2 separate regions of the Mus musculus genome follow, and region 1 is linked to region 2. Evidence: chromatin contacts called from public Hi-C data. All regions are on one chromosome and are shown on one strand. The core of a region is the stretch at or near the end of the contact, and the rest is flanking DNA. Distances in the headings are between cores, read along the strand shown. Region 1 overlaps Pex14 (peroxisomal biogenesis factor 14). Region 2 overlaps Pex14 (peroxisomal biogenesis factor 14).

Region 1 (3,512 bases), core at 442-2,941, 93 kb before region 2:
ATTTTAGTTGTTCGAGTAGTGAAGGAGTCTATGTTACATGGATGTGTGTCCACATGGGACACATTTGCGTCTGCTTTTCCCAGGTATTTGGCGTATAGACACCTTGCTAACCCTGCTATGGGGTGGCTGTGTACTGTGTTTCTTAGCTCTTGAGTGGTACTCAGTCCACACTTTAGGACCTAAGTGAGTGTGTGTGCTCACTTACACAGGCTGGAGATGCATTGCACAGTTGCTGCCTGGCTTCCTGCTGGGAACCTAGGGTGCAGCGTTCCCACTGGGGTGCCCATATACTGATGTTCAGTGGAGCATTGCCACTTGGGCAGTATAAAGAGGGCATTTATGAACAGGAGCATCAGAGGAAGCATTATAACCGAGACCTTTATAGCCTTTCCATTATTATGGTTTAAATCTTGACAGTATTTATTTGCAGTGACACTGGGACCAGTAAAGCCAGCGCTCGCTCCCACCTCCTCGCTCTTCCTTTCCCACATCCTGTCCTGAAGCTGTCCTGCACGACCGAGTGTGCGGACAGAGCAGCTTGCTTTCAGTTTGTCTAGAAACAGTCCCGTTGACTCAGGCTGGAAGCCAGAAGACTCCCCGTCTGTTTGTCTCACTGCAACTGTTGTTTCACAAACGCCCCGAAAGCTGCGAGCTGCGGATGCCAGCGAGAGGGCTGTCTTTCTGCGCGAGCTCCCTCACCTCTCGTCTGTCTTTCCCTTTCTTTACCCCTCTTTCCTCTCGGAATTATTTTCTCTTTCACTACCCTCTCTCTGTCTGTCCCTCCCTGCCTCCTGCTCACCTTTGATGACTGTGGTGGCATGTGTAGGTGACTGTGGTGGCATGTGTAGGTGACCGTGGTGGCATGTGTAGGTGACCGTGGTGGCATGTGTAGGTGATGGGGTTTTGGCTGACGTCATGGTGTACTCTTTCAAGCTTTAGTGCTATTTGATTGAAAGTGTGTACTTCCCAGCTAAAACATTTGTTTAGATTTGTTTCATGTGTGTATGTACACCACAGGTGTGTGTGCCCGAGATACTTGGAGGTCAGACCCCCTGGAGCAGGAGTTAGGGATGGCTGTGAGCTTCCATGTACGTGCTGGGAACCAAACCTGGGTCCTCTGAGAGAGGATCAAATGCTGCTTGTTAACCACTGAGCCATCTCTCTAGCTCCAGTTGTCACCTTTTTGTTGTCTGTTGTAGAAATGGAGGTGTCGTTGCATGTCAGGGTTTATAGAGTACTCATTGGGTTTAGTGCTGGAAGCCAGGTGCTGTGCCAAGTCATAGCAGTAACTCAGTGGCATGACTTCATAATTCGTAAGACAAGAGGCATTCTGTGCCTAGTCTTTAAGTCTGTTTCCCCCACCAAAAGGCTGCCACAATCACAGAAGGACCAGTTGCACGGAAACTTACTCAAGTGGCTTCTAAGTAGGACTATGACTTTTAGGGGCCATAGGACCTATGACCTGTAGGGACTGAGTGAGGCCTGTGACCTCTAAGGCACACTTTGTCTTACCTGTAAGACCGTAGCAAAGTGTATATTGTTCTTCGAGGCCCTGGATCATTAACCTCCAATCCTGAAGGTGCTCTGTAACTGGAACTGTGATGTGAAGAGCAGGTATCTGTGGGCGGGGTGGCGGAATCTCTGACTGTACTTACTAGGGATTTCAGTCAGGGCTTGGAGAATCTCTTCCTGATATCTGACACTGTGGCACTTGACTGAGTCACCTGATTGATGACATGAGCATCCCTGGGTGTTAAACACCTGGCCAGGGAAACAGAGACTCTCTTCGGACTTACTCAAAGAATGGCAGACAGATTGTCGGATTTTAATGAAGATGGGGTGGGTCCCTGCTGCTCAGCTGCTTTGGAGCACAACAGTCCCAGTGTTCAGTTCAGGGCGTGTTGTTTGGAAACCCGCTCTGGTGTCAGTGGTTACACTCTCATTTGTCAAACCTTTGAGTCCGTCAGGACAAATCCTAGCAGTAACTTGAGAAGGATAGGAGGAGCCTCTCATTCAGACGCCTCCCATCTTCTTCTTTTTAGAAGATCTGATCTGGTGTTAGCCTTTAGAGGCGTCATCTCCTAAGTTCGGTTGTAATCAAGCTTTCTCCCTGGAAGGAAGGAGACTGCTTTTCCATGACGCGTGTGGGGTGCCGGAAATGTATGGTTTCATCACAGTCTTTAATAAGCCAACGGCTAAGTGCTCTTACACTGTACACTGGATGCCAGTCACACGTCGGCCTGGACTTTCATCCTCCTGGCTGGATGTGGCGCTGGCGATCAGAAAGTCATAAATCTGCTGATCCAGTACTTTAACCTCTCAGGCAGGAGAAGGTGGGAGCAGGCACTACCGTCAAATGCACACACACTTGAGGATGACAGTTTGGACAGAAATTAATCTAAACTATCCTAAAACTTGTGGCCATTTCCATTGGTGTGGGTGGACCTGTAGCTGCTCACGACCTGAGTGGTTACTTGTCTGTCCTGGAGGCGGTCTGTCCAGTCCCCTCAGGAGCTCCCACTTCATTTCCTGCCAGGGCCTATCGTCTCCCTTCCTAGTCAGGGTCTAAGCAGCCTAAGGATCAGTTAGTGTTCGTGGCTTGTTGGTTCCTTGGCGTTGCTGCTGAGCCATCCAGCAGGGGTGCCAATTCTTCCATTTAGCTGACTATTATATAGCCCTTAAAAGGGAAGGGTTTATTTTAGCTGGCTGCTATATTGATTGCTATAGGGACGTTTCTATTTTCACTGGCTGCTATATTGACTGGGAAAGGGAAAGGGGCCGTATTGCCGGGAGCTGTCATATTGACTGTTACAGAAAAGATCTGTATTTAAGCAGTACCAGTGCACTGGGATCCCAGGCAGGATATTAATGCTAATTCATCCGCTCACCCCCTGCCGTGAGTGTTATTTGTTTAAATCTGTAGATTCCCACAGCGCGTTTATATCCTCACTAGAGTGAGCTCCGTTCCCTGTAATTATTTAACATTATATGCTGATATAAATTGTAACAGTTAAAGAATGGTAATGAGTAGCCAAAAAAGAAAAGGAAAGAAAAGAAAAAGAAAAAAAAAAGGAAATGGGAAAACAGAAAAAGGAAATGGAGGCAATATATAAAATAGTCGATCTGTGGGGTAGATAATTGTGTATATTGTGCGCACGTGCATGCATATGTGCATTCAGTGTATGTGTACACGTGCATGCGTATGTGCATTCCGTGCCAGACGTGGCAGAGTCAGGGTCTAAAAGCAGCAGCATGCTTCTGGTTTCCGTTCTCCAGTTCCAGTTGATGGGGTCGGAGCTGCTCAGTCCAGCTTCTGTGCATCTGTGTATCTCTGTAGGCGTGCACATGTGCTCACTCCCCCCACCAGAGGAGACTGTCGGTCGGTCAGGTCGGTGTTTGTTACTGTACCGTGGAAGTGTGCGGTGCATCTGGCAGAGGTTGGCCAGGGCGGTTACCATTAGCCACTCAGCTTCCTGATAAGTAGCTGGTAAGGGACTTTTCCTTCAGGCTCT
Region 2 (3,062 bases), core at 476-2,975:
GGGGGGGTCAGAGCGCATGGCTGAGATTCCATCCATCCTGCTGCTTAGCGTGCTGTACACTCCAAGGCCTCTGGGCTGTTTTTTTTCTGGATTTTTCTGTTTACAGTTTTCAGAACACAGTTGGAGAAAGGAAACACAATAAATGTTGCACGGGCCTACATGTGCTGGTCGGTGTGAACTGGAGCCTGCCCTGCGGTGGGCATTAGATGCTCATTCCAGATCCTCAACCAAATGGCAAATTTAGAAGTTCTCCTTCTAAAGCTCCCTTGGCCTCTGCAGCCCTTGGAAGGGTGTGCCCACCAGGGCTTGCCAGTGCTCTCCTAGAATAGAGTTGCAACCGTGTTACTTCCCACTGTGGAGGGCAAGGGCTCCAGGCCCCTGGCCTGTCTTCTCCACCCCACTCACTCTGCCTCCAGGAGACAAGCCTTGGTCCTTGGCAGACTTGTGTCTTCATAGCCTAAGGAATGAGCAGAGCAGAGAGGCCCAGGTTTATCATTGACCCCTGGTTTGTCCTCCATGTGGTGTGCGCACACTAACCGGCCTCTAGAATGATCCTGTTCCTTGATCTCATGAGGCCAGGCCAAAGGTCCTTCTGTCCCCTCTGCCTTCTGACCTCCATGGCTGGGCACTAGGCTCACAGCTGGATACCTCTTCCCAGCATCTCACGGTCAGATCACTTCCATCTCAAGTGAGGCAGACAGTTCTGGGACCTTGGAAAGAAGAGAGGGCAGAGCCGAGCCCTGATGTTCTGATGGTCACGTGCTTTCTGCAGCTGTGTGTCTCACTGGCCTGTCCGCTGCGACACTCCTGGGCAGAGACCTGTTCTAGTTTCTTCTTCCTTCCTTTCTACCCCAGGCCCCAGAGGCTCCCGATGGCGAGATTATGGTGCCTTGGCTATCATCATGGCAGGAATTGCATTTGGCTTTCACCAACTCTACAAGGTAAGTGGCCTCTCAGGGCCACCATGTTATGCCCTGCCACCCTTTGGTATTCCTCCCTCCTCCCTCCTCTGTCCTCCCTCCTGGCCCCTGGCTTATTATGTACACAGGCATTCAGAGCACAGCGGCTGTGGTGGAAGCAGGGAGCACAGCAGGAGAGACATGAATGCACACAGCACTGCTGCTTCACCTCGCCACCCTGACTCCCACCCGCAGTATGACCTGATGGCCGGCTGGCTCAAGTATTTAGAGCAGTGCCTGGCACCACTGAGAAACATGCAGATTGCAGAAGCAGAGCGATTTAGTCGTTACGGGCTTGCACATCAGAGCCTAGCTATATGTGTTGAACCTGACTCTGTCCCAGAGTACAGCTCCATCCATAAGATGTTCCTGAGACAGATAGTCCGACTTTGCAGTGTTGTGAAAGTGTGCCTGCCCATATCAGTCGGTACTGTGAGTACGATACTCAGAAAAGGAACAGAGGCAGTGAGCACCAACAGAGGCTTTGATTTTAATGGGTTTGCCCAGCTGCTCCAGCAATAGTCTGAGCACACTGAAGGCAGAGCGGGAGCACAGGTCAGGAGTATGAGTGCATCTTCTCCATGTGATGGCTTCCAGCATCTGCAGAACTGGCCTCAGGGTTTCAGGGAAGGCCAGGAGTCAGTCCTGGAATAGTGCTGGAGCAGTGTTGGCTCCCTGCCTGCTGGCACGTGGGAAGCCCCATAGATGCCCTTGTTCCACCCTGGTATTTACAACTGGCTCAGGAAGCACACTTCTTGTTTTCTGTGGACTGTGGTAGCATCTGTATAAATGTGGGAGTTTCCCTGGGCCTTTTGAGTCAGCGAGCCCTCAAGAGCTCGTAGCTCACGATGCTCACAGCAGAACTAAAGGCACTGAACCAACATTTCCTCCCAATACCAGTGGAAAGGCCTGTCCTTGCTTTGGAGAAACTAATCTACAAGATGCACAGCCTGGATGGCCCCACATTTAGGCCTGCTTACCCTGGAGAGAAGTCATGTTCTCCACTGACGCCTCCCACTAATCCAGCCTGCATTTAGTGACTGTTTTTCTTTTCTTTTCTTTTTCTCTTTTTTCTTCTTTAAAGGACTCTACTGAATTCCCAGGCTTGCAGTGTATCTTTGAGCACATGAAATGTATTTAAACCTTGTTTAAACCTTAGATTCTTAGTTTTTTACTTCCTACAATAGCTAATGACAGAGTTGTGGCAGAATGTAACTCTTCAGGATAGTGCCTGATGCCAAAATAAGAAATGCCTGTGCAGGAATTCAGAAGCAAATTGTTGTCAGGCCTGGAACTCCCCCCTGAGCGTCTGTGGAGCCTGTGTGGGGCAGCCTTTCTTAGCCCACTAGCTGCAGACAGGTACCAGCAGAGTTCACAAGTACCAGGGTCCTGTGAGCAGCTCACAAGTGTCTCATCACAGTGGCAACCCCACAGAACAGGAGGTGTGGCACCTTGGTTCAGATATGACAGAGATTGTCATCTGTTTCCATGGAGCTCTGGCCACCAGCCTGTGTTTTACAAAGAAAGGAAACATTGAAATGTTGGTCACAATGGTGTCGTGTCTTCAGCATGTTAGTAGTATTCTTTAAGTATAGAAAAGTGGAGCTGTCTTGCTTTGCACAAACACAGACTTAGCCAGATCAGCGGCAACACTTCCCGCTCACGGGCTCTGGCCTCAGGGATGGGGGTCGCTGGTTATACAGCTGAGAATTTCTTGACTTTTATACTTTGGAAGCGTCAGGCTGCAGTTGATGAGTTTCGCTCAGTTGTGGGTAATAACTCACATTGTGGCTGCAAAGCACTTTGCGAAATAGAAACTGCTTCTGTGCATGTGCTAAATGACAAGCTCACTCTGAGTCTCTCCTGAAATGAGTTCTCCCACAAACCCCTGAGAGACCTGCTTCTCTTCCCTAGCACAGAGCCAACCGGCAGTGGAGAACAGTCCCTCTTTGACCTGTCTGGGACCCTACGTTCCCTCTGGGCAGCACCTGCCAGGCTCCTGTGGTTAGCTGAGTAGTGTGCTCTAGGGTTGGAGTGGACTGTGCCCCCTCGACTGGGGACCTAACAACTCTACCTCAGCCCTTGTTGTACATCAGCGTCCCA

The links. Hi-C and Micro-C count contacts between places; a contact is called where the count stands out from the background.
Region 1: a Hi-C map of Th1 cells shows a contact between it and region 2, with 2.5 times the contacts expected there. The contact joins two enhancer-like sites. A contact is called at or near these places in 9 of 39 promoter capture datasets (the 3T3-L1 cell line, cranial neural crest, embryonic stem cells and 6 more), 19 of 484 Hi-C or Micro-C datasets (the C2C12 cell line, the G1E-ER4 cell line, Th1 cells and 11 more), 2 of 115 datasets of contacts at active chromatin or transcription factors (both in embryonic stem cells) and 3 of 9 other capture datasets (embryonic stem cells, embryonic tail and embryonic trunk).

Annotation. Positions count from the first base shown.
Region 1 is chr4:149,061,315-149,064,826 of GRCm38.p6, reverse strand. All of the region lies in intron 2 of Pex14 (peroxisomal biogenesis factor 14), which reads left to right. Among named protein-coding and RNA genes, the nearest start is that of Gm46722, 35 kb to the left of the region's middle. Within about 2 kb of position 1,691, at least 40 of the 459 cell types and tissues checked have an H3K27ac peak or open chromatin away from gene starts, as enhancers often do. A contact at or near this core is called in Th1 cells, where this site is marked.
Region 2 is chr4:148,968,429-148,971,490 of GRCm38.p6, reverse strand. Pex14 (peroxisomal biogenesis factor 14) reads left to right here. Exons shown (of 9, transcript NM_019781.3): 5 at 856-941. Gm17029 (a long non-coding RNA gene) reads right to left here. Exons shown (of 3, transcript XR_003955167.1): 2 at 1-3,062. Among named protein-coding and RNA genes, the nearest start is that of Gm17029, 9.8 kb to the right of the region's middle. Within about 2 kb of position 1,725, at least 30 of the 459 cell types and tissues checked have an H3K27ac peak or open chromatin away from gene starts, as enhancers often do. A contact at or near this core is called in Th1 cells, where this site is marked.